Linked DNA regions of Mus musculus: all the other regions are linked to region 4. A link is a contact called in public HiChIP or PLAC-seq, Micro-C and promoter capture Hi-C data. All regions are on one chromosome and are shown on one strand. Each heading gives the region's core, a stretch centred on a gene start, on an enhancer-like site or on the middle of the called end of the contact. The rest is flanking DNA. Distances are from core to core; before and after follow the strand shown. Region 1 holds the start of Abcb10 (ATP-binding cassette, sub-family B (MDR/TAP), member 10). Region 2 holds the start of Sipa1l2 (signal-induced proliferation-associated 1 like 2). Region 3 holds the start of Ntpcr (nucleoside-triphosphatase, cancer-related). Region 4 holds the start of Egln1 (egl-9 family hypoxia-inducible factor 1). Region 5 holds the start of Galnt2 (polypeptide N-acetylgalactosaminyltransferase 2). Region 6 holds the start of Map3k21 (mitogen-activated protein kinase kinase kinase 21). Region 7 holds the start of Map10 (microtubule-associated protein 10).

What was found. Promoter capture Hi-C pulls out the DNA fragments that hold promoters and counts their contacts. A called contact is a pair of places that touch in the nucleus more often than the background predicts. HiChIP or PLAC-seq counts read pairs in DNA pulled down with a chosen protein or histone mark. Capture Hi-C pulls out chosen DNA fragments and counts their contacts.
Region 1: a promoter capture Hi-C map of liver shows a contact between it and region 4, with 2.1 times the contacts expected there. The contact joins the promoter of Abcb10 here to the promoter of Egln1 in region 4. A contact is called at or near these places in 1 of 484 Hi-C or Micro-C datasets (cerebellum), 1 of 115 datasets of contacts at active chromatin or transcription factors (pancreatic cancer cells) and 1 of 9 other capture datasets (liver).
Region 2: a contact with region 4 is called in a Micro-C map of embryonic stem cells, with 2.3 times the contacts expected there. The contact joins the promoter of Sipa1l2 here to the promoter of Egln1 in region 4. A contact is called at or near these places in 3 of 39 promoter capture datasets (cranial neural crest, hippocampal neurons and pre-B cells), 4 of 484 Hi-C or Micro-C datasets (cortical neurons, embryonic stem cells and stem cell-derived neurons), 4 of 115 datasets of contacts at active chromatin or transcription factors (astrocytes, cardiomyocytes, memory CD8 T cells and 1 more) and 1 of 9 other capture datasets (adipose tissue).
Region 3: a contact with region 4 is called in a promoter capture Hi-C map of embryonic stem cells, with 4 times the contacts expected there. The contact joins the promoter of Ntpcr here to the promoter of Egln1 in region 4. A contact is called at or near these places in 5 of 39 promoter capture datasets (embryonic stem cells, frontonasal cranial neural crest, hippocampal neurons and 2 more), 3 of 115 datasets of contacts at active chromatin or transcription factors (embryonic basal ganglia, embryonic stem cells and pancreatic cancer cells) and 2 of 9 other capture datasets (embryonic stem cells and liver).
Region 5: a contact with region 4 is called in a promoter capture Hi-C map of liver, with 4 times the contacts expected there. The contact joins the promoter of Galnt2 here to the promoter of Egln1 in region 4. A contact is called at or near these places in 1 of 39 promoter capture datasets (liver) and 1 of 115 datasets of contacts at active chromatin or transcription factors (embryonic stem cells).
Region 6: a contact with region 4 is called in an H3K4me3 HiChIP or PLAC-seq map of embryonic forebrain, with 4 times the contacts expected there. The contact joins the promoter of Map3k21 here to the promoter of Egln1 in region 4. A contact is called at or near these places in 4 of 39 promoter capture datasets (the 3T3-L1 cell line, cranial neural crest, liver and 1 more), 1 of 484 Hi-C or Micro-C datasets (embryonic stem cells) and 3 of 115 datasets of contacts at active chromatin or transcription factors (embryonic forebrain, embryonic midbrain and pancreatic cancer cells).
Region 7: a contact with region 4 is called in an H3K4me3 HiChIP or PLAC-seq map of embryonic limb bud, with 4 times the contacts expected there. The contact joins the promoter of Map10 here to the promoter of Egln1 in region 4. A contact is called at or near these places in 4 of 39 promoter capture datasets (embryonic stem cells, hippocampal neurons, pre-B cells and 1 more), 3 of 115 datasets of contacts at active chromatin or transcription factors (embryonic forebrain, embryonic limb bud and embryonic stem cells) and 1 of 9 other capture datasets (embryonic stem cells).

What each region holds. Positions count from the first base shown.
Region 1 is chr8:123,981,776-123,984,989 of GRCm38.p6, forward strand. It overlaps Abcb10 (ATP-binding cassette, sub-family B (MDR/TAP), member 10), which reads right to left and starts at 1,347. Exons shown (of 13, transcript NM_019552.2): 1 at 627-1,347. The coding sequence starts at 1,038.
Region 2 is chr8:125,568,585-125,571,554 of GRCm38.p6, forward strand. It overlaps Sipa1l2 (signal-induced proliferation-associated 1 like 2), which reads right to left and starts at 1,279. Exons shown (of 22, transcript NM_001357372.1): 1 at 1,071-1,279.
Region 3 is chr8:125,732,404-125,735,834 of GRCm38.p6, forward strand. It overlaps Ntpcr (nucleoside-triphosphatase, cancer-related), which reads left to right and starts at 1,800. Exons shown (of 5, transcript NM_025636.5): 1 at 1,800-1,946. The coding sequence starts at 1,913.
Region 4 is chr8:124,947,756-124,950,999 of GRCm38.p6, forward strand. Egln1 (egl-9 family hypoxia-inducible factor 1) reads right to left here and starts at 1,499. Exons shown (of 5, transcript NM_053207.2): 1 at 478-1,499. The coding sequence starts at 1,299. It overlaps Gm46060 (a long non-coding RNA gene), which reads right to left and starts at 470. Exons shown (of 2, transcript XR_001778719.2): 1 at 1-470.
Region 5 is chr8:124,229,860-124,232,888 of GRCm38.p6, forward strand. Galnt2 (polypeptide N-acetylgalactosaminyltransferase 2) reads left to right here and starts at 1,535. Exons shown (of 16, transcript NM_139272.2): 1 at 1,535-1,790. The coding sequence starts at 1,668.
Region 6 is chr8:125,908,561-125,911,715 of GRCm38.p6, forward strand. Map3k21 (mitogen-activated protein kinase kinase kinase 21) reads left to right here and starts at 1,890. Exons shown (of 10, transcript NM_145608.2): 1 at 1,890-2,873. The coding sequence starts at 2,117.
Region 7 is chr8:125,668,422-125,671,840 of GRCm38.p6, forward strand. Map10 (microtubule-associated protein 10) reads left to right here and starts at 1,397. Exons shown (of 1, transcript NM_028908.3): 1 at 1,397-3,419. The coding sequence starts at 1,449.

The DNA.
Region 1 (3,214 bases), core at 97-2,596, 970 kb before region 4:
CACAGTTCATATTCACAGAAGGAATGGAGATTTAGAGCTCTAGCTCTCAGGATGGCTCTGCTCCAACCAGCCTTGCCTGCACCGACTGCCAGACATGTGGGAGTTACAGAATATTGTCACTTAGACCCAGCCAATTCTGATTTCTCTTTAAAAGCCATTTGTCTATCCGGCTGAGTTACTGTCTAGTTCTTTTATGCTGTGGCCAGTGCCTGGTCCTGACCAAGTCACCACTTAGGGAGGTGACAGCCAGCACAAAGCTCACAGTGATCCACTTCATTCTGGGAAATTTTGGTGGTTGCTTGATACTGTGTAACCCTAGCGATGTTATTATTATTACTACTATTATTATAAATGTATACTATAAAGTAGACATGATTTTGGCAAAACTCCTGTTTTTTTTTTTTCTTAAAGGAGGAAACTCTAACTTATTCAGAGAATGCCCCAAAGCAGATGCTGACAAGCTGATAGGGACCAAATATTCTAGTAATAGGCTCAGATGGGGAGTGCCAGCCAGCATCCATAGCTTTCCAACAGGTGTCAGCAGACTTGATCGCCCTTGTCAAGGCCAAGGCCAGGCCGAGGCCCACCGGCCGCCCACTGGCCCACTAGTACCCCCAGGTTCTTACCTGACAGTCTCCCGCGCTCGGGGCGCACCAGCCCTAGGAGCTTCCATACTTCTGAGCGCCCGGTCGCCGCGGGACGCCGCTGCGAGTCGTTCCCAAGGTCTCGCACACCGGTGGCAGCTGCACCCTGGAGCCTGGCGAACAGGGGATGTGCGGCGCGGGGTCCTGCCAGCACCCAGCACCTGCGGGCCCCCGAGGAGGTGGCCCACTGCCCCACGCCGCCAGGCAGCCCGGATAGGGGCGCGGGAAAGCGGAGGCCCGAACCCGGCTTGTGGATCAGAGAGGTCCACGCGCGTACGAGCGGGGTCCATTCAGAAGCCAGCCATATCCGAGAGGAGACGGCCGGGGCCCACGCTCGCACGGCAGGGCCCCGACGCGGAATCAGCAGTAGCGCCCTAGCAGAAGGGGCGCGCATGGCGCTGCGTCTGCCCGGACAGTCTCACCAACCGGCCGGGCCGCACGCCCCGGGACCCTCCCCGCCCGGCCCGAGCACAGGGCGGGGACGCAGCAGCGGCCCGCCCCTCCCGCCCCATCGGGCCAGCGCCCGGGCCGCGCCTTCCGCCGCGTAGGGTCCACCCCTGGGCGGCGACCAGCCGCTAGCTCCCCGGCAGTGCCTTGTCCGGCAGGCAGTCGCCAGCGCCTGCGCCCGCCAGCCGCACGCGGAAGCTTTTTCGCTCTCCTGCGCCCTCCACGACTTGTGAACCTGGAGCGTCCGAGCCCTTTCTCTCGCCGGTCACTGGCGGAGTGCGCATGCGCGGCACTCAGGTCGCCCCTTACGACCTGAGTCTCTTGCTTGAGACCTTTGGGTGCCTTCGCCTTCGTGCGGTCGGCAGACCAAGGAGTCTCCACATCTTGGAGAACTGTGCAATGCAGGAGGTGCCGCAGAGGCCCGGAGAGTAGAAGTGACCCCGAGAGCAGTGGTCTTAAGGACGGCAGGCCGGGAGTATCCTATGGAGGCCTAGGTTGAGGAAGGGGGAAGAGTTTGTGGACTCCTAGATAGTTCACTCGACCAGAGCGAATTCAGCCGCACACGCTTTTAATCCCAGCACATAAGAGGTAGAGACAGGCAGATCTGAGTTCGAGGCCAGCCTAGTCTATAGAGTGAGTTCCGGGACAGCCTGGGCTACATAGTGAGCCCTGCCTTTAAAAAAAAAGGGGGGGGAGGTTGCAAAACAACCTCAACACCAGTATTTTAGTTCAATATATTCCTAAAACCCAACACGAATGGGGGGGGGGAATCAAGGGACAAAACATCAGACTTTTCAAATGCATAATACCCCAGTTCCAACCCTGGAAAAGTCATTTATTAAAATAGGGAGTGGGAGGGTAGTGCAATGTTCAGTTCAGGAGCACCAGGTCCCTGAGTCCACACAGATAAAGGAGAGAGAGGGGGAGAGAGAGAGAGAGAGAAAGAGAGAGAGAGAGAGAGAGAGAGAAAAGAAAGGAAACCAAGCAGTTAGCAGCTGGTTGTAATTTGTTTATCTGCTTTCTGTTTTGTTTTCCTCATGTTTGGCCCAGACATTGAGCACTCCTTGAATCGAGGCAGAGGCAGGTAAATGTGGATCTATTTGAGTTCTAGGCCAGCCTGGTCTCATAGAGAGTCCCAGGATAGCCAGGGGTTACATAGGAAAAAAACCTGTCTCAAAAAGCCCAGTAAAAATAATAACATAAGAATCTTTCATATTTGTCTGGCTCCTGAGATCTCAGCATCGTTGTATGTTTTCCACACTCAGACAAGGGCCTCACCTACATGTGAAGTTACGAGGTGGAGGGGGTGAACAACACCGTGAGTGAGGTTAAGTCTGCCTTGAGCAAATTGGAGATGTGGGAAGCAGGCATGTCCTTTAAAATCCAGCCCTGAGGCCCAAGAAGACTTGAGTTTTCTTCCCATCAGTGCAGGAATTATAAGCCCCAGGGAGTCACAGTGTGAACTACACCCCAGCCACACTCAGCAGGACCCAGGTTCCTGCCCAAGCTCCAGGAGCACTTCCTGTTCCTTCCTCTTGGACCCCAGCTGAGCATCGTTAAGGAAGGAATGGCCTCCAGGCTGGCAAGAGTAGCCACTTTCTGAAAATTATTGTTATTATTTTTTAGATTTATTCATTTATTATATGTAAGTACACTGTAGCTGTTTTCAGACACCTCAGAAGAAGGCATCAGATCTCATTACAGATGATTGTGAGCTACCATGTGGGTGCTGGGATTTGAACTCAGGTTTCTGTTTGTTGGGGTTTTTCTGTTTTTTGTTTTGTTTTGGGTAAGGGGGTTTTGAGTGATCCTCCTGCTTCAGTCTTCCGGGTTCGGGGATTACAGGTACTGCCATCCTGGAGGCTGAACCAGGAAGATTGCCATGAGTTCAAAGCTAATCTGGCCACAGAGAGAACGGTAGGCCACCTAAGACACAACAAGACCCCATCTCAAAAACAAAGAACGAAATGAAGGCCTATGAAATGGCTTGGTAAGTGAAGGTGTGTGCTGCTGAGCCTGAGGTGGGTCCCCAGAACCCACACAAGCAAGGAGAAGACTGACTCCAACAGCTTGCTCTTTGACCTATGCTAAGGCATACTCACACCCACACAAGTACACACACA
Region 2 (2,970 bases), core at 29-2,528, 620 kb after region 4:
TAGACTATTCTTCCCCCCTCCCAACCACCCTCCACCCCCTGCAATAGATCCCATTGCTGCCTGTTCCGGAAACCGCTCCAGCTAGCCATAAACAGCATGTCGAAATCTATGCAGCTCTTATCACCAAACCCACCCAAGAACTCCACATTCTCCAAAGACATCAAGACCTCCGCGATGCAGAGCCCAGTAACAAGCAGCTCGCTCATTCGTAGTCACCTCTGGTCGCTAGAGATCAAAGCCCACTTTCCATATTTGAAAAAAGAAATATAATAACCAGTTTAAGCCTTACAGGGGAGTACTATGTTTCAAATAAAGCAGCAGTTTGGGATAGTTTCTTCCTTTCATTCCAATTTGTAAGACGTTAAATAAATAAATAAATCCCAGCCTAGACTGCAGACGCAGGAAACTCAAGCGGGCAGCGGACTAAAATGCCTGTCATAAGAAAGCCATCTAGTGTTAAAGTTTAGAAGTGAAACCGCAGACAAAAGGAACATTTCTGGGACTATTTTGAAGTTACTGGGGAAAACCAATGAGAATAACCAAGACGCCCCGTTTTCTGCGGATGACTTGGGTTTTGGGGTGTTCTGCATTCTGCCTTTCCCCCTCGCTGTTTGGCCTTCTTTCTCAAAGCCATCCTTGCGCAGACCGAGGCAACTCCAAGCAGAACCCGAAGCGCCTAAGACCTGTTTTGACCAAAATCAGGTATCGCCCAGCCCCAATTCGTGAGGACGCACTTGCTGTCCGTTCGCCCGTGCTGACGTTGGCCCGGACTGAATTAATGTAGCCGAAGATGGTTAATGACGACAAACGTCTCCCCAAGGGGTGACGCCAAGTTGTCCTCGGCTTTCGCTCTCCGGGAGACGAGCCGAAATTGATTCTCGGGATTCTGCGACCAGGCTCAAATGAATGTGCCGGCGCTGCCGGTCGCTTCCCGACCGCGGTCCTCACCCGCGGAGACGCGAGCCCGCGCGTACAAAGGAGCGGGAGTCCCGGGGGAGCGGCCCGCAAGTTGCGCGCAGCCGGGCAGGTCCGGTCCCTGCGCCCTGCACCCCGCACCCCCCGGCACGCACCTCGGAGCCGCGGTCCTCTGGACCCCGCCAGGGCCGGCGCGCAGAAGCCAGGGCCTCGCCGCCCGCCGCCGTCCCGCGCTACCCATGGGCGCGCTCCCCGCGCGGCCGTTGCGCCCGCGGCTCGAGCTGTCGCCAGGCGCCGCGCTGCGTCCTCGGCCGCCCGGCTCCGTCTGCAGCCGGCTCCCGCCGCCGCCGCCCGCCCCGGCACCGCCCCCACGCGCTCCGCCCCCGCCTATTGGCCGGTGCCCCGAAAGACCCCACCCCGAGCGCGCCGCCCCCTCTCATTGGCCGGTGGCCGGACGGTCCCCGCCCCTAAAGCTCCGCCCACGCCCATTGGCCAACCGGACAGGCCCCGCCCCGAGCGCTCCGCCCACGCCCATTGGCGCGCCTCCTGGCCAGACTCGCCCCTCGCGGTCGGGCGCGCGCGAGCGCGAGCGTCCTCGGAGAGCGATTCTCCAGGTCGCGGCGAGCGCGAGGCCTCGGCTTACGGGGACAGGCGGCCGGCTTCGGAGTGCTCGCGAGCCCGGGTGCCCTCGGAACGACCGGTGCTCTCCGGGTGTGGACTCTCATTCGTACATGCTCGCACCATGTCCGGACCCTTGAGAGTCACCACGGCCTGGCGAAGCCCGAGGGACGGACTTGACGCAAAAGTGCAAGCTGTAGTCGCGCGGGCCGGGGAACCTGAGCCAGGAGCGATGCACGAGCGGGCCCACGCCTGCTCTCGGTGTTCCGGCCCTGTCTACCCCCTTTACCCCCAACCGCCGGGAGCCTCACCTGCGGCCGGCTGCAGAAGAGCGGCGTTGGGCTCTATTTTGAGATGCACGGGCAGGAGGAGTAAATAAGGCCGGAGCAGGTGGCAGAGCTGGCTCCACCTTACGTCCCCAGAGTCCTGAAATGGTTTGTTTGGGACTTTGAACTCCTCCCTGGAAGAGATAATGTTAATAATGTTATCTCTCCTTCCCTGTCGCAGTGCTTCCTACTACGAGCACACATCCTGGTGAAGTTTAAACAGTGGGTCCCCACCCAAGCTGCATTTCTCTGCGTGCACATTGTCCAATCTCTTATATATCATTTTAAATACAGGTGTAATGCGTAGGAATGGGCCTTGTAAAACATGCCAGCAACCTGTATATGACATTATGCTCCTGAGATTTCCAGGTTTTGAGGTCTTTCTGGATGGTCTCCCTATACCTACCGTTTGCAGAAGTTGTGTATGCATTCCACAAACATGAAGTCTGAGAAAAGTCCTGTGCTGCAGTGCTTTCTGGGAAACTTTTTACCAGACCCTGCTCTGTGCTTGGGGGTGAGGTGGGGGAGGGGGCAGATTAAACCGGGGCAGAGACTGTGGAATACAGCGCCAGAGAGGAAGGCAGGGCGTGGCTGCGGGCTCAGGTATCTTACAGAAACAAATATAAAATGCCTCTTTTGGCGAAGGTACGGAGATTGCTGGGGTTTCCAAGAAAAATACCAGCCATGAGGCATTCAACGGAGCTTGTCTAAAAGCCAGCGTGAGTCAGATTCCTCAGAAGTTAAGGGCGTTCTCTGCTTTTGCCAAGGACCTGGCTTCTGTACCAGGCTCTCAGTGGCAACTTACAACCATCTGTAACTCCAGGTTCAGAGGATCAGAGGCCCTCTTCTGGCTTCTCTGGTCATTGCAGCCATGCTGTGGACATACATGACTTCAAGCAATCTCTCAAGCAAATGAAAGCTAGAGTGAGCTACCATAGGTTCGTCATCTCCTGTTACTGTCCTGCGAGCCTCCCTCTCTGCCCTTCAAAGGCCTCATTACCCTGGGAATTCTTAAGAAAACAGAATCTAGGAACTCTCGCTCTCCAATTCTAAACTTTTTTTTTTAACTTCTGATGAAGTAATTCCTACATCAGTCTTTTTTTAAAGATTT
Region 3 (3,431 bases), core at 550-3,049, 780 kb after region 4:
GGCGAATGACTGTAATCCCAACACTGAGGAAGCTGAGGCAGGAGAAGCTTGAGCTAACCTGGGCTACAGAAAAGATCCTGTCTTAAAAAGAGAGAAGGAGAGGAAGAGGGAGAGTGCCCAAGGCCAAGCAGATCGATGTAGACATTTTCTTTGTTTCCTCCGGTATTGATTCTCTATGTCGATTCTGTCTCTGAGCTACCGAAAACAACCCAACTCCCAGAACGCCTTACAATTCCAGTCCCCTTGCCAGCGATGGAAAATTCTAGAGGGTTAATATTTAAAATGAATATTCTGGATACAAGAAGCACTTAGGATTCTATACATGTTGTCTCTCTGTGTAAGGTTCTCCCATGGGTTTGCTTTGCTTACATCAGCCATTCTCTGAGTCCATGCAGGTGCAAGATGCGGAAGGCAAGTTACCCATTGGGATAAGAAGTAATAATACTCCATTAGAGTAACACAGGGCTATAAACAACACTGAGATGACAGTGGCAGGTGTGGCTTGCCAATCTTTTTAGGTGATTTAAACAGCAGGAAACTGAGCTGTTAAACTGGCATATATTGCCTGCTGAAAGGAGTCCAAAAATGTGTGTGTGTGTGTGTGTGTGTGTGTGTGTGTGTGTGTGTGTGAATGTGTGTATGTATATTACATTCGCAAACCAATTAAAGGTAAGGATTCCTGGAAATGGCTTTCTCATCCAGAATGGAGGGTGACTGAGCACAAGCCCAACTGCACGCATGCTCGACTAGAAGGGTCTACAGGTACATCGCGGGCAAAAGCCACTGCCACTTCATTTGCTGGTGGAATGAGTCTCGAGGCTAACTGAGGTAAGGATCCACTTTCTCTGGGTAAGGCAGTTGTGGGTTGATAGACAAGTGTGGAGGTATGGAGCAGAGATGAGGGATTCGGTGCATGGCTGGGGATAGGAAGTCCGCCTGCATCAGAGGTCTGCAACGTGGGCAAGCTTGAAAACCTCCTGCAAACAGGTTCAAGTTCTCCGGACCAATGCCAGTTACTCCAGTCTAAAGGAGGCCATCGCTTTGGGCCAAGCTGCTGTGTGAGCCCCTAGCAGTCCAGATCGGGCCAAAATGGAATCAAGGCACTATCACTAAGATGACCATCAAACTGGCTTTGAAAAAACTGTTTTGGGCTAGTTTCCCCCGAGCATGGGCGTCCCAGTCAGCTGAATGAAGTCAGTGAGGAAGTTCTTTTTCAGCAATGGAAGGGGAGAACTCTGCGGAGAGAAGCCTCGCTTTTGCTCTTGTTTCTGCTTTCCACAACTCTTTCTGCCGTTTCTGCCGCTCAGGTCAGGTCACTGGAAGCTCCTTCTACTTCCAGGTTGCAATAAAAAAGCTTAATCAGATCTTTAGACTCTTACTACCTTGTCTCAGATATTCATCTCGGGAGGTGGAGGCCAGGATAAATTGAGGTTAGCTGTTCTCCAGCTGACTGCTCCGCAGCCAAGTGAACATTGTACACGGAGTTCAAATCCCACCAACGGCTGCTCCTTCAAGGAGGGTTTCTATTGCTACATAGGAGCTCACTTGCAGCCTGAGGTGAGGGTCTCAGGGACAGAACTCAGATACTTAAGTAGCAACGGCCAAGTATCTGGAATTTCCACGAATGCATCCGTGCAGACACCTCACGTGAGTCTGGCACATAGGACTGTTCCCAGACCTTACAGCCAGCCACTGCCACATAGCACCAGGAGTAGGGAAGAATGCGCGTGCGCCTTGTGTGTCGGGAAGGGGGGGGGGGGAGCGTTGGAAACGCATGCGCGACCACGGGGCGGGGCGGTGCTTTCCCTGCCGACAGGGGCGTGGCCTTCAGCGTAAGGGGTGGAGCCTGGCCGCCCATTCTGACCCCCGACCGCCCCGCTCTGGACCACCCCGCACCCAGACCCCCACGCACATGTCGCGGCACGTGTTCCTCACCGGGCCTCCAGGTGACCCAGAGCCTGCGGGACTTGGCGGGGAGGTAGAGCGCCTGGACCTCTGTCCGGTCTCCGGCCTGGCTTGGTGTATCGCAACCCGGCGAGAGGGAAGGCCAGGAGGACTGGGGAGCACCGGTTACATGTCCCCAAGGACCGGTTGTCACCCGGGTCTCGCGCCACTGAGGCCCAGGTGTACTCTGTAGACTTTAGAGTCAGTTGAACAGGCAGAGGCTTTGGGGAGGAGCAGGGGGCCGCAGTTGGAGGCGCGCCGGCCTTGCACAGCATGCCCTGCATTTGAAATCAGGGTGCAGTTGGGTCCCCAGCTTCCTGCTGTAGGGTTCACCCGGAGCCATCATCAATACCTATGTTCATAAGAGGTTTAGTGAACACCGGACTCACAGGCTTTCCCCTCCTCCCCGAGGAGAACCTGGGAGTACTGTCAGTCCCGGATTTGCACCTCTACACCCCTGCCTCCTGTCTCAAGAGTTAGTAATGCTTCGCCCCTTGCGCTACAGGCCCCACTCCAGTGTGTCTCACTAACATCCCAAAGGGTTTGGCTTTCTAAGCCCCTCTCCAGCAAGTTAGCGAGACTTTTAAAAAGAAAGCACCCTTTGTCAGCACCACTGCCTCTCAGCCTCTTCCTAAATATTGACCAGCATCTGTAAGTCATCTCAGAGGGGGCTTTGCTCAGCTGGTTTTTTTTTTTTTTGGTTTGGTTTTTGAGACAGGGTTTCTCTGTGTAGCCCTGGCTGTCTTGGAACTCACTCTGTAGACCAGGCTGGCCCCAACTCAGAAATCCACCTGCCTCTGCCTACCAAGTGCTGGGATTAAAGGCATGGGCCACCACTGTCTGGCTTGCTCAGCTGTTTTTAACATAACAATCCCTGTGAGGAGATAGCCTCTGGGTCAAGAGCTCTTGGGCTGCTGTGTGTTGTCTGTTTGGAAATACGGATATATGGAGTTTGAAAGTTGCATTTATTTACGTATGTGAGTGTGTGCGCAGGTGTGGAGGTCAGAGGACAACTTTGAGGAGTTGGTTCTTGTTGCCCCATTGAGCCGTCTTGCTGGCCCATAAATATACTCCCCTCCCCTTATAATAAAAGTGCTGCCTGCTTGGTATGAGAGCTAAAGTGAAATGTTAAAGTGACAGGCTTTTTGTTGGTGGTGGGGTGTGTGTATGTGTGCAGTGTTTGGGATGTAAATAATAAAAGACAAAAAGCGGGGGTAGCCCCAGGGAACTCCACCCTCAGGAGCTAAGTGTGGGACCTTTGTTCCTTATTGTTCTAGGCCACAAACATCTGCTGTTGGCACATACATACTTTTGCTTAAAATCCATAAGGATTATGCTGCAACCCTCTGGCCCACCACCACTGACCCACCTTCACAGCCAGGCTTCATGCCCTATAAAGGCTTAACGACCTCCCCACACAGTACCATCTGCCTGATCAGACACAAGAGTGGCTGGAGGGATGCTTTAGATTTAAACCAGAACAGAGG
Region 4 (3,244 bases), core at 249-2,748:
CCTGGGAACGGAAACACCGCTTTCCTGGTTTGGTAGTGGGTTTCAAAACGGTAGGGACAGCCAGCAAGATAAAGCTACACGGGGGAGGGGAGCAGGCCGCCAAGCTTTTCCTGAATACAGGGAGTTTTCCGACCACAGGCTTTTAAATGAACCTTTCTGGGGGCAGCTGACAGAGTCCTAGCTAAACACAGTGTCTGGCTCTCAATCAGAGCCGGGTGCGCGCTAAAAACCGCGGGGCTTTTAACTAGCTCAGGCACACAGGCAAGATAAGATGCATCACCCAGACCCGGTGTAGCTGGTACCCCAACGACCCCCACGAGTGACCAGGGCTCCGGCAGGCTCTGCACTGTGCACTGTGGCAGACAGTACAAGGACAAAAGGAGCCACGCTAAGACAGAGCGCCGGGCCCCGGGTCTGCGGGGGCGGGGGGTGGTCCTCACAGACCCTCCTCCGGTCGCAAGAGCCCCAGCCACTTACTTTCGTTCGGCCGTTTATCCTGTAGTTGCCCAGCTTCCCGCTGCAGTGGCGGATCAGGTCGTCCATGCTGCTCATGAGCAGGCCGATGGTTTCGCAGCCGGGCTCTTTGCCCTCGATCCAGGTGATCTGGTCCCCCCGGATGTCCTTGGAAGAGTCACTCTTCTGGCTGACCAGCTGCCCGTCCGTGAACTTGCCGGTGTCGTGCAGGGCGCGCACCTCATCGCCGATCTGCTGCCCGGTCTCCCTGCCCAGGAAGTCGTCCACCACGCAGATGCCGTGCTTGTTCATGCACGGCACGATGTACTCCAGAGCCAGCTTCAACGCGGGCAACGGCTTGGTCTGCCCGTTGGGCCGCAGCCCTCCACCGGGACTCAGCGCCTCCCCGGGGCCGCCACCCGCTGGGCACAGGCTGGCGCGCTCGGGGCCCGGAGACCGGCTAAGCGGAGGATCCTCGGAGCCGGGCTCTGCTGGGCCGGGGCCGCTCCGGGCCTGCGCCGCGTCCTCCGGGCCCGGTACGCGCGAGGCCGCCGCGCTGTCCCCGCGCCGGGCCGCCCCGCCGGCGCGCGCGGCTCCGGGGGCCCCACCGGGCGGGGGCGCGACGCGGGGCTGCGCCGGCGCGGGCTGCGCGCGGGGGGCCTCGCCGCCCTGGCACACCAGCTTGTGCTTCTTCCAGTCCTGGCGCTGGTGCTCTTTGCAGCAGTAGAAGGAGCTGCGGCAGCGGCCGCAGCGCAGCAGGTTCTCCATCTTCCCGCACAGCTCGCAGTACTGCCGGTCGCGCTCGCTGGCGCTCAGCACGCCGGGCCCGCCGCTGTCACTGGCCATGGCCGCGGCAGGGCGGGCCGCGGGCCGGGAGCGGGGCGGCGGCGGGGCCGTCGGGGCGCCCGCCCGGGGCCGCCGCCCGCTGCGGGAGGCCGCGCGCGCCCTGGCCTCGCCTGCCTTGCCCGGGGCCGCCTAGCGCCGCATCGCGCCGGAGAGAGCGCGGCCTGCGCGGCGCACAGCGCCCTGGGCGGGCGGGCCCAGCCGGCTGCGTCGGGGCGGGCGGGCAGGGCGCGGGCCTGCGGGCGCCACTCGCTCCGCGCGCGCTGCACGTACACCACGGCCCCGGCGACCCGGCGCGCGGGCGGAGAGGGCGGGGGCCGCGCGCACGCGGCGGGCCGGGCCTAGCGGGCGGGCGCGCCGCTTCCTCCGCCCTCCCCTCCTCCTCGCGGCTCCGCCCGGGGCGCGCGTCGCCGGCCTGCGCGCGCGCAGCTCCACCTGCCTGTCCGGGCCCGCCGGCAGCGCTCCGGGGCTGCCTCGGCCACCTCGGTCCCGCGGAGGAGGAAACGGAAGCTCAGACGGCCGCTGGGCCGCTCCAAGCTCCGGGACGGCCGCTGCGCGCTCCCGGTCTGCTGCTCCCCGGAGGCCGCGGAGGGCACAACAAAGGCCCCCCGGGCAGCCTGCTCCGGGACCGGCTCCTGCAGTCGCCGGGCCTGGTTCTGGCTTTGCTTTGTTTTTGCTTTTCTGCGGTCCTTAAACTCTTGAGATTTCTCCCGGTTCCGGTTCGAGACCTCTGGGTTAAGTAAGGTAATCAGGGCTCGGTTCCAGATCCGCATTCAGGCCTGAAGCTCTCAAGAGCATAGTCCGTGAACGAAGCTGCACAGGGAGTTAAAGTCTCACATTAGAATCTGCCAATAGTGTCTGCAGAATTATGAGGATTATTACGGGCTTTCTTTGTTGTCTTGAGACGCAGCCCGGTAGTCCTCGGAAGTAGATTCTCCTACCTCTTCTGGTCAGTGGTAAGGTGATTAGCGTGAGCCCTCTTTGCCAACTCAGTTATCTGCATTTTGTTTGATTTCAGTGTTGTAAATTGAGACGAACACACTAGTTGCTGTTTCTTTGTTTTTATGAAACCTTCAAACCTCATAGAGCTTGGCACGGTGGTAAACGGCTTTAATGCTGGCACTCAGAGGCAGGAAGATCATTGTGAGATTGGGGCCAGCCTGGGCTACAAAGTGAGTTCCAGGATCAAACGCACTTGCACACACAGCTCAGAGAAACAAACCAGAGACTGTCGGTTCCACGTGTGATTTGTAGTAAGTAACTAGTGGGGCCGGGGCAAGGAGAATGACGGGTATATTTGGAGCTGCAGAGAGGGAAGCAAGAGCTGTACAGGTTGAGGACCAACCTGCTCTATGTGGTGGGTTCTGGGACAGCCAGGGCTACGGAGTTCGACATGGTCATACAGCCTCCAAAACAGAAGGACCTCCCTAGGTGCAAACATTTGTCATAATGTACACACACGGTCGTATACTTGAGTGTAGCCATTGGGACAGACAGCCGAGAATTTAAAATTGCTGTTTGGATGCCAGGGGGAACACAGAAACGGGAATTGTTAGCTCTGCCATTTGAATGAAGTTGCAAGCAAACAACTCCGAAATGTAAGAGCGACAACATTTACACGCATACACTTTGAGAATAATCTTGAAGCTGAACATGGTGGTAGCACACGTCTGTAGTGCCAGCTCTTGGGAGATGGAGACTGAGTTCATCTTTGCTTACACAGAGGCCACCCCTGACTACATGAGCTCCTTCCCAGTGCAAAAATACAAAGCCATTTTGATCTGGGGGTGTAGTTCAGGGGTACAGTGCTTGCTTGCTGTATGCAAAGCCCTCAGTTCATTTCCCGGGACCAAAGAAAATATTTTTCTGAAATGCATACATTGAATGCAGGAAGCAGGCTGGGCCTGTGGCTCATTTAGCTCTTTGCTGGAAGCCTAGAGTCCTAACC
Region 5 (3,029 bases), core at 285-2,784, 720 kb before region 4:
AGGTGACACAACCACCATCAGTCAATGTGTGTGTGTGTGTGTGTGCTCGTGCCTGTGTGTGTGCATGTGTGTGTTGGGGAGCATAATCAGATGAAATGTTAGGATTCCTCTTCCACACTCAGCAATATGACTAACTTTCTGTTTTGCTTTTGTAGTAGCAGTTTTGCTGTCCTTTGACTTCTCAGATAGGAAGCATTTGGAGGCAGGGCTCCGGGTGGGGACTTTCTCTTCTGTCCTCTGCAGTTTTCAACAGATACTGATGCTGATGCTATGCTGGGGGAGGGGCCACTTGCTTGTCTCTTTCCTGCTCTTTGGGGTTTGTCCTGCTTCCTCTTCTTTCCCTTCACTCCCAGGCCTCTGAGGGGCAACAGTTGTTCCCACTTATCTGACTGTCCCCAAGACTCTTGGGTGTTTTCAAGCCTGTCATCTCTTCAGTATTTTACAAATCTCTTCCCTGGTCAGTACAGTGCTCGGATTCTAGTACTTGGAACGGAACTTCTTAGGGTATGAGAAACCTGTCTTCTGTGAAGGGTGTTTGCAGAATGGGGTGCCTGGTGGAATGGGGTGCCTGGTGGAATGGGATGTCTTCAGGAATGGGGTGTCTTCAGGAATGGGGTGTCTGGTGGAACTAAGAGGCTTTCCCTTCTCACTTCTGAGAAGTCTGAAGTTCAGGTGAGGCTCAGAATCCTGGTAGCCCAAGGCTTGCGGTGCTCTTTGTTCAGGATTGGGCAGACTGCCGCCCAGGGAGTTCCTTCCTCCTGCAGTGTGGGCAGATCTCAGAAATATTTGCAGGCTCTCAAGTACTGGAAATTCTTTTCCAGACACAGGGACTTAGAGTCACAAGGTCATGGACAAGGTTACAGTCACCAGAGCTGCTGTCAGGGAACTCGCTGCTGCCTGCTCTATTAAGTGGGTTACTATGCTCACCTCATTCCTTCAAGAAAGCAACCAATAAAAAACCGAAAAGATTTAAAAACATAAATTACCATCTATCTCCCCTCTTTTTCACGTTTATTTAAAACCACCACCATTCCATTTTGCTTTTAAGAGCAGGAAGGGTCATCCTTACAAGCAAGCGCCTTGAAATCTACCTTCCCTGTCTTAGTCTTGTTCAGACCACAGGGCAGTGCATTCCTGTTATCCCAGGACTCAGAAGTCTGATGCAAAAGGAGTGCTGCGAGATTGAGGCCAGCATGGGCTGGATGGTGAGTTCGAGGTCAGTCTGGATTATAGGATGAGACCTTATATTAAAAAAGAGAAAGCACAAATAAAAAATAAAAACCCAAGAACCCACTATTGCCCAAATAGTGAATGTGACGGATGGCGGGCCGGGGCGATCTCTGCAGACTGGCCCATTCCAAGTCTTTGGGGAACCGCGCGTCCGCGCCCGCTGCCTCCACCTGCCACTCCCGGGGGCGCGCAGTGGGCGGGGCGCCGCTGCCATGGAGACTCGGCTCCGCCCCCGCGCCCGCCCCTCAGCGTCGATTGGTCGCCCTTTGCTCCCTGACCCCGCCGCTGGGCCGCCGCTTCCTGCCGGGCGCCGAGCGCCGAGCGCCGAGCGCCGCCCGCCGAGCGCCGCGTCTTCCCGCGCCGCCGCCCCGAGCTCCGCCCGCCGCGCGCTCCGCCCGCCGCGCCGCCAGGCTGCCCGGCGGCCGCCCAGAGCGAGGATGCGGCGGCGCTCGCGGATGCTGCTGTGCTTCGCGCTGCTCTGGGTCCTGGGCATCGCCTACTACATGTACTCGGGGGGCGGCTCCGCGCTGGCCGCGGGCGGGGGCGGCGCCGGCAGGAAGGTGAGTGCCGCGAGGCCTGTGCGCCGACCCGGGCCTGCAGCGGGGAGGCGCCGTGCACCGAGAGTGCTCCCCGGCTCGGGGCAGCAGATGTGGGGACCCTGGCCGGGACGCGCGCCTCAAGTTTTCTCCGGGCCCTCAGGCCAGCGGCGCGAGCTCCGGCCCTGTCCGGCTCACCCGCGGCTCTGGGTGCAGCGACTTGCCTCCCGCATGCGGGGCGCGGGCACCCGGAGCCACGTACCGCCCTGCGCCAGGATCTTGGAGGCTGTTATCTCGCTGGCGACACTGCGCTCCACTCCCTGTGCCGGGATCATAGGGACAACCCTTCCGCCGGACTCCCTGCCCCCTGCTCCGTACTCCGCCCAGATCACCCCGGAGCCCCACTCCCTGCTCCGGGATCTTGGGGATCGTTGTCACCCGAAACCCGGTGCTCCCCGAGCCACATTCCGCCCAACTGGAACCCGCGACCCTCTCGTCTTGCGCCCAGATCTTGGGGACCTTGGTCGGGCTGGAACCCTGGTGCTCCAGTGATCAGAGGCGTGATCCCTCCCTATCCTCCCCATCCAGCACCCCGGCAGTGAGGTCGTACCGTGGTTCTGTCAGACCTCCCGTTCTACTTGCTACACTGCCCACCTCGGCCCTTGGCCGCTCACGGCGGCGGGAACTACCTAGCCTTTTGCGCTTGCATTTCCTAACCCCAAGTCCGCATTTCCTAACCCCAAGTCCCTCCTCGGTGTGTGTCTCTGGTGGGTTCGGTAGTGAGGCCGGGAGTCTTAGAGCTTACAGGTTCTGATTCGGCAGTCATCTCGGCTTGGGTACCGAGTGGACACCGAGCGAGCGTGGGATCCTTGCCTTGGTTGGTGCTGTCTAGGCTGTTGTATTCTCTCCTGAGGGGTTTGTGGTGTTTTACTAGCTAACGAGCTTCGAAATATAGTTATCTTTTCCAAAGATTTGTAGCCCTCCTTACTTGATTTTGAGTAACAGTACACGACCAGAAAAGAATGGAGGTAGATCGCGGCTTAGGGAGATAGGGGGTAGAATCTTGAGTAGGATGGACTGCCCATGAGCAGCCGCCGACTTTACCCCTACTCAGACACTGAATGTCAAAGGCACATGGCTGATTCCCTTTTTCTCTGGCATCTTCAAGTTATTCCTAGCTGCAGGTACGGAGGGAGGAAGGAAGGGAGGGAGGAAGGTGGAAGTGTCTTTTTGACTCTGGGAGGGGTTCATGATTCGTTTTTT
Region 6 (3,155 bases), core at 640-3,139, 960 kb after region 4:
AGGGGTAGAGGCAGAGCAAGGGGGACAGAGAAGGACAGAGAGAGGAAGAGGTCAGTGGGGAACATGCTGGAGAGAGAGGAAATAGGAGATGGTGAGAGAGGGAAGGAGGGAGGGAGGAAGGGAGGGAGGGAGAGAGAGAGAGAGAGAGAGAGAGCGGGAGCTGAGCAGTCCTTATAGGCCAGGATGGCTTACACCTTGTAGGCTACTATGTAGCTTTTGGGCAGAGCCTGGAAGACTCCGAAACAGACACAATAACAATTATAAGAATAGTTATAAGAATAGAAAAGCCAGAAAATATGTTAATGAAAGGGGTGCTGGCAGACATCTGCTTGCTCTATCAGGGAGTGCCAGGCTTGGCTGATGGCGCACACTCATAATCCCAGCCTTCAGGAGGCTGAGAGCTCACTGTTCTGAGTTCCCGGCAAACCTGTGTTCTAAAGTATGTACAAGGTCAGCATAGGCAGCCGGACAAAACTCTGCCTCAAAATAAAAAGTATTAATATTGGTGTGAATTATTATTCAACAAACACCCTCCAGGCTCTTCTCAGCTACCACGCGAGGTTACCGTTTTACAGATGAGCAAATTTAGACACTGCGAACAAACAAAACGGCAAAGAGCCGAAGCAAAACAAAACCTCCTTATGTGCTCTCGTGTTAGGAGCATCCTACACCGGCCAGGACGCTCAGGCTTAGCACACGTTGTGTTCTGGTGTCGTGAACCAATTTTGCAACTGTATTCTCTACTTTTTAAAGCTTCATCAGTTGTGTCACCCTGGCAACCTGTAGCTCATAGGTGCCTCCAAGGTAGTCTACATCGGAGTCTGAGGGTACACAGGGTTAGACGGGACCTGGGGATTCCTGACATCGGAGCACTGTAGGCACAGGAACGCGCCAGCTTTCGGGGTTATGAGACTGTGGTTCCCTATGTCTGTAACCTGGAGACTTTCCATGCCTGCAGTCCGGTGAGATCAAGCACACTAGACCTCTGTCTGGAACCGCGCTCCAGGATCCGAACGTCTATCTGTTGCTGGGATGGTCTGTCACTTTACATCTAGAGCTCCAGGGTCCTCTTCTCTCCATCTCCTCTCTCTTTTCACTGAGGAGTCCAACCATCTTCGAGCACCATGATCTCTCTCTTTAACTTTCTGGAAAACTTTAAGTGGCCCCAGGCTTACTCCGCCATCGAGGCCAAGAGGGCGCCTGAGGTGTAGTGGAGACGCCAGAGGGCGGGCTCAGAATAGGTCACGCGTGGAGGTGAAAAGGCTGACAGTCTGGGGGCGGGGTCAGAATGGACCTAGAAAGCGGAGGCGGTCCCCGAAGGGCGGTCGAGGGGACCCGGCTGTTTAGAGGATCGTCAGTAAGGGACCTTGAGTAATGGATTTGGAACGGGTGGGACAGATCCAGGAGATCAAAAGAAGGTGGTCCTTATGAACTCAGAGCAGAGAGTGGGCCTAAGAAGACTGCCCCAGCGCGAAGTAAATGGACCTAGAGGTGTGGATCCAGGAGCACCAATGAACTTAGAGAATGAACTTGGGAAAGGGCGGGCACCAGGGGTGGAACCAGGAAGACTTGGAGGGAGGACGAATCTCGGCAAAGCAAAATTACAGGGGCAGAAACGCCAACCTGGCGGAATGGGTTTGCTGGGGGCGTGTCGGGCACAGGAGACTCAGGTTCAGGTTAGACTCAGAGAGAGTTCTAGGGGTTAAAGAACCTGGAGGGCGGGACTGGCACTAGGGAGGGACTAATGGAGGGTGGAACCCAGGGGTAACGAACCCGGCGGGGCCAGAGCTAGTGCCAAGGGGAAAGGACCTGGAGGGTGGAGTGGCCAAGGAGGAGGGGCTGAGGGTGGGGGCGACTTCTGGGGAGCGCGCGTAAGTCTAAGCAGGTCCAGCACCGCCACCGGTTGTCCGCGCTAGCGGCTGCGGGGAAGAACTAGCCAAACTGGAGGCAGAGCAGAGGTCAGAGCCCCCGGGCAGTGGTCGTAACCTCTGTAGTCCTGCTCCAGCCCTGCACCCTTCCCTGTTAGCTCGGACCGATGATACGCGTCGCTGGAGACCCGGAAAGCTGAGGTTGTGGCTGTCGCACTTGGTCCACTAGCGACCTCTCAATCGCCCCTATGGCTCTACCTGTAGCCGAGGGCACGGCTGACACGCCGCTGTCCCCGGCCCGGGACGACTCGGGGAGTACCTCCTCCGGGATGTGGGCCGCGCTTTATGATTACGAAGCGCGCGGTGAGGACGAGCTGAGCCTGAGGCGCGGTCAGCTGGTCGAGGTACTGTCGCAGGACGCCGCGGTGTCAGGAGACGAGGGCTGGTGGGCCGGCCAAGTGCAGCGGCGCCTGGGCATCTTTCCGGCCAGCTACGTGGCGCCCTGTGGCCCGGTGCCGCCGCCGGCGCCGCCCCCGCCGAGACCCTGCTCGCCTGTGCACGTAGACTTCGAGCGCCTGGAGCTCAAGGAGCTGATCGGCGCCGGCGGCTTCGGTCAGGTGTACCGCGCCACCTGGCAGGGCCAGGAGGTGGCGGTGAAGGCGGCGCGCCGGGACCCGGAGCAGGACGCGGCGGCGGCGGCCGAGAGCGTACGGCGCGAGGCGCGGCTCTTCGCTATGCTGCGGCACCCCAACATCATCCAGCTGCGGGGTGTGTGCCTGCGGCAGCCGCACCTCTGCCTGGTGCTGGAGTTCGCGCGTGGCGGCGCGCTCAACCGCGCGCTGGCGGCGGCAGCATCGGATCCGCGAGCGCCCGGCCCCCGCCGCGCGCGCCGCATCCCCCCACAGGTTCTGGTCAACTGGGCGGTGCAGATCGCCCGCGGCATGCTGTACCTGCACGAGGAGGCGGTGGTGCCCATCCTGCACCGTGACCTCAAGTCCAGCAACAGTAAGTGAGGCTAGCCCCAAGGGAATTAGGTTCCAGGAGCCAAGAGAGGGGTCTGGCTCTGACACAGAGTGGGAAGACAGGCTCTGGTTAACTTGCTTTAGGGAAGTTCGTACTTACCCTGGCGTTATTACCTGTGAGCACCCCTTTAAAAGACAGGGTCAGGAGCTTGTAGATAAATTTTTTTTTACTCTCCGGACCTATCGGACACTACACATATAATCTGTGTAGGTCTCCCAATACGCTTGCACGGGACTTTACCAGCCCTGGCCTTAAACAGAGCAT
Region 7 (3,419 bases), core at 147-2,646, 720 kb after region 4:
CAAGAGGACTAAGACCAACAAGAAGCTGGTAAGAACCCAGCATATTTTGGTGCCTGTGGAGGGTGGAGCATCACAGCTGATAGTTGGTCACCTGCTTCCCTCCTTCCCTTGATGGTGTAACTGAGGGAGCCAGGACTATATGACTGCATATGTGTTTTTCTACTCTATCCTTGTGACTGTGCTACCATCCTGACAGTGAGACAGTGACGTGTGTGTGTGTGTGTGTGTGTGTGTGTGTGTGTGTGTGTGTGTGAGAGAGAGAGAGAGAGAGAGAGAGAGAGAAGCACAAGGGTTGTGTCTGCCTCAGAATCACCCACAACATGAGACCAACACAACGTGTCTTTGTGAGCTCTGACTTAGATCAAATAAATAGGAAGGGAGACTCCTGATCTGCGTCTTATATGAGAGACCAGGGTTGGGAATCTTCGAGACACCCTGGAAGTTGTGGAGCTTCTGAACTTGGATCTGAGATGTAAAATCGTAAAATGGGCTGGTGCTAAATTCCTCTGTGCGTAGCTTGTGCACTACAGATCTCCAGTGGCAGACACTACTTTCACTCACCGCTCCTCCCAGACATATGTACCAATGCCATTTGCCTACTAACTGAACCAATCACTTCTTCCGCTCTCATGGCGGTGGTACTGGAGATTGTATGCAGTGAACAAGCACTCTTCCACTGAGCTGCACCTCCAGCCCTGACCCATCATTTTCAATACCTTAGGATAGTACATGATCCCTCTCCCCCGGCCCCTCATATTATATAGTAAAGACCCGAAGCTAGTGGGTTCCCATCCGTAGGGAATTCTGCATCAACTAACATAACAGAGTCTTTTTGAAGACACACCAGGGTGGTCAGATGTCAGGGTGGGAGGTGAGGGCTCTGGTGGGTGTTAGGGTGCACTGTCCCAATACACTGAGAGTTCCCCTACACCTGGGCGATGCAAGGTGGTCACGATGGAAGCTGAGGTCAAACCTCCTGAGGCTTCAAGAAGCCACAAGTCCGGTGAGGGCAGGATGGCCTACTAGTGGTCATTGTGTGAGAGGACAAAGAGAGGAAGGAGCCGGTGACAGAAGCTACAGCCTCTGACAGATGCACAGCAACCACAAAAAAGGTTGACTTGAGCAGTGGTCAGCAGGCTCTGAGGCCTAAATGGGCAGGGCGGCCCATTTACTTCCGGTACGTGATCCCTAAAGACGTAGGACCTGCGGTGATGAAATATAAAATAGAAATTATATTCATTTATATAAAATTTAGAGAGAGTGCTGCTTGAGCGCGTCTACTCCCTCAGCATCACGCAGCTGCTCCGACAAAACCCCATAGGCAAAAGAACTCCCAAGAGCACTCGGGGCCGGAAGTCAAGTCTCGCGAGGGCGCGGCCGGTCACGTGACCCTCGCTCCCGCTTCCGGTTGGCGGAGCGAGCTGGCGGCGTCGCCCGGGGCAACAGCAATGGCGACCACGGCGGCCGGGCGGCTCTTCTCGCTGGAGCTGCTCGTGGACTGGGTGCGGCTGGAGACCGGGCTGTCGCCGTGCGCCGCGAGCCCGGCTGTGGCGTTTCGCCTGCTGGACTTCCCGCCGCTGCTCGTCTTCCCGCCGGCCGCTCCTGGCCCGGAGCCCCAGCGCGGCGCCATCAGCTTCGGGCGCGGCAAGGCCTGCCTACTGCGCCTGCACCCTGCCGCCCTGCGGCGCCCGCGTCTGCGCGCAGCCCTGCTGCAACTGCCCGTGGGCCCGACTTCTGCGCCCGGCCTGGTGGGAGCTTGCGACATCCTGCTGGTCCCCTCCCTGGGCCAGCGAGGTGTATTCGCCCTGCGCGGGCCAGAGGCCGAGCGTGTTGGGGAGCTGGCGCTCTTCTATCGCCTGACCGAACTGGGACGCTTTTCCCCGGGGGTTCCGCAGCTGCGAGGCCCTCTGAGCCCTGCTTGTATCCTGGACTCCGAAGCCCTGGAGGTGTCAGAGCCAAGAACCGAGGAGACCTCGAAGCCATGCACCAAAGGCATCTCTGCCAGATGTCTACAGTGTGTCTCAAATGCACGCCTTCTGGAGGGCTCAGAGCCATGTGCCAAGGATACCAACAGCTGGTCTGCAGGGGACTCAGACGCCTCAGTTGTCCAGAAGTCCTGGGAAGAAGCGGTCTTACACAGTAAGGCTAGCTCTGGGGACATGGCTTCTGCCCCTTGTTCACCCGCTCCCAGTGGGAAAACTGTCAGTTCTGTCAGTCAGGATGTCACAGAACTGGACTTTGAAACCAACACATTTTGCCCTCCTCCACTGTATTACACTCACCTGACTCAGGAAAAGACTCCTTCAGCCAGGGTTGAAATCACTATTGAGCCTCAGAGAAATGAACCTGAGGATCTAGATGACATTTTTCCCGAAACAAAACTCGTAAGTCCTCCCTTAAGGCCAGTGAAACATACAAGAGCTGCAGTGCAGGAGAGCCCTCCTGTGCTTCCAAATCTTCCTCAGACTCAGGGTCCAGGAGAAGCGAACGAAGCTCCGTGTCCTCCTCAGATTGAACAAAGTCCAGTCAATGCTATAAGACAGCTGCCACTATTGAATGCTTTATTGATTGAGCTGTCCTTGCTGTGCAACCAGCCCGTGGCAAGCCCCACCCAGGTGCATCCCCATTTAGCCTGGTTGTACAGAGGTGAAGACAAGGGGCCAGACCCTTCCACCAAGTCCACATCCCCGTCGGAATCAAAGAGCAACAAGCTTTCTGTGCGAGAAAATGAAAAGTTGGTGAATCCCCAGTCTAAAAAGAACCCTAAAGGAAAACATCCAAAGATCGGTGGCAGCCCCCCACCAAAGGTTACAAAGGGGAGGCTGCTGTATGGCTTAACAAATACACTGAGACTGCGTTTACAGCAGACAAACCCCAACATGCTGGTTGTACATGAAAAGAGAGAACAGTACAGGAGGTCACAGATACAAGCTGTGGGGCCAAAGTTGCGAATCCCCTCCTGGAAAGGGAAGGTGTCAAGCTCAGCAGCAGAAAGCCAGATGTCACCACAGCTGCCCGCAGATACACCAACAGACTCTAATGGGAAACTACCAAGCTTGGCAGTTCAAAGCCAGTTGCCACCACAGCTGCCCGGGGATGAATCTTTAGACTCCATTGGGTCTTTTGAGGAAGGTAGTGATACTTCAATGCAAATCAGGGCAGGCTTTGATGAGTCAAGCACAACTAAAGAAGTGAAACAGAGCCATGCCATGAAACAAGAAATGGTTGACCAGAGTGAAAACAGAACCATTGTCACTGCTCTGAGAGCACCCGTGAGCCCTGCAGGCTCTGTCACCCCAGAAAGATCTCTTCGATCAAATAGTTTCGGGGGAAACTGGAAAAACAAAGTCCCAAGCCCAGGGCTTTCCCTACAGGAACCTACTGTTGACAAAACTGTGGATGAGGGGAAAGATGGTAGG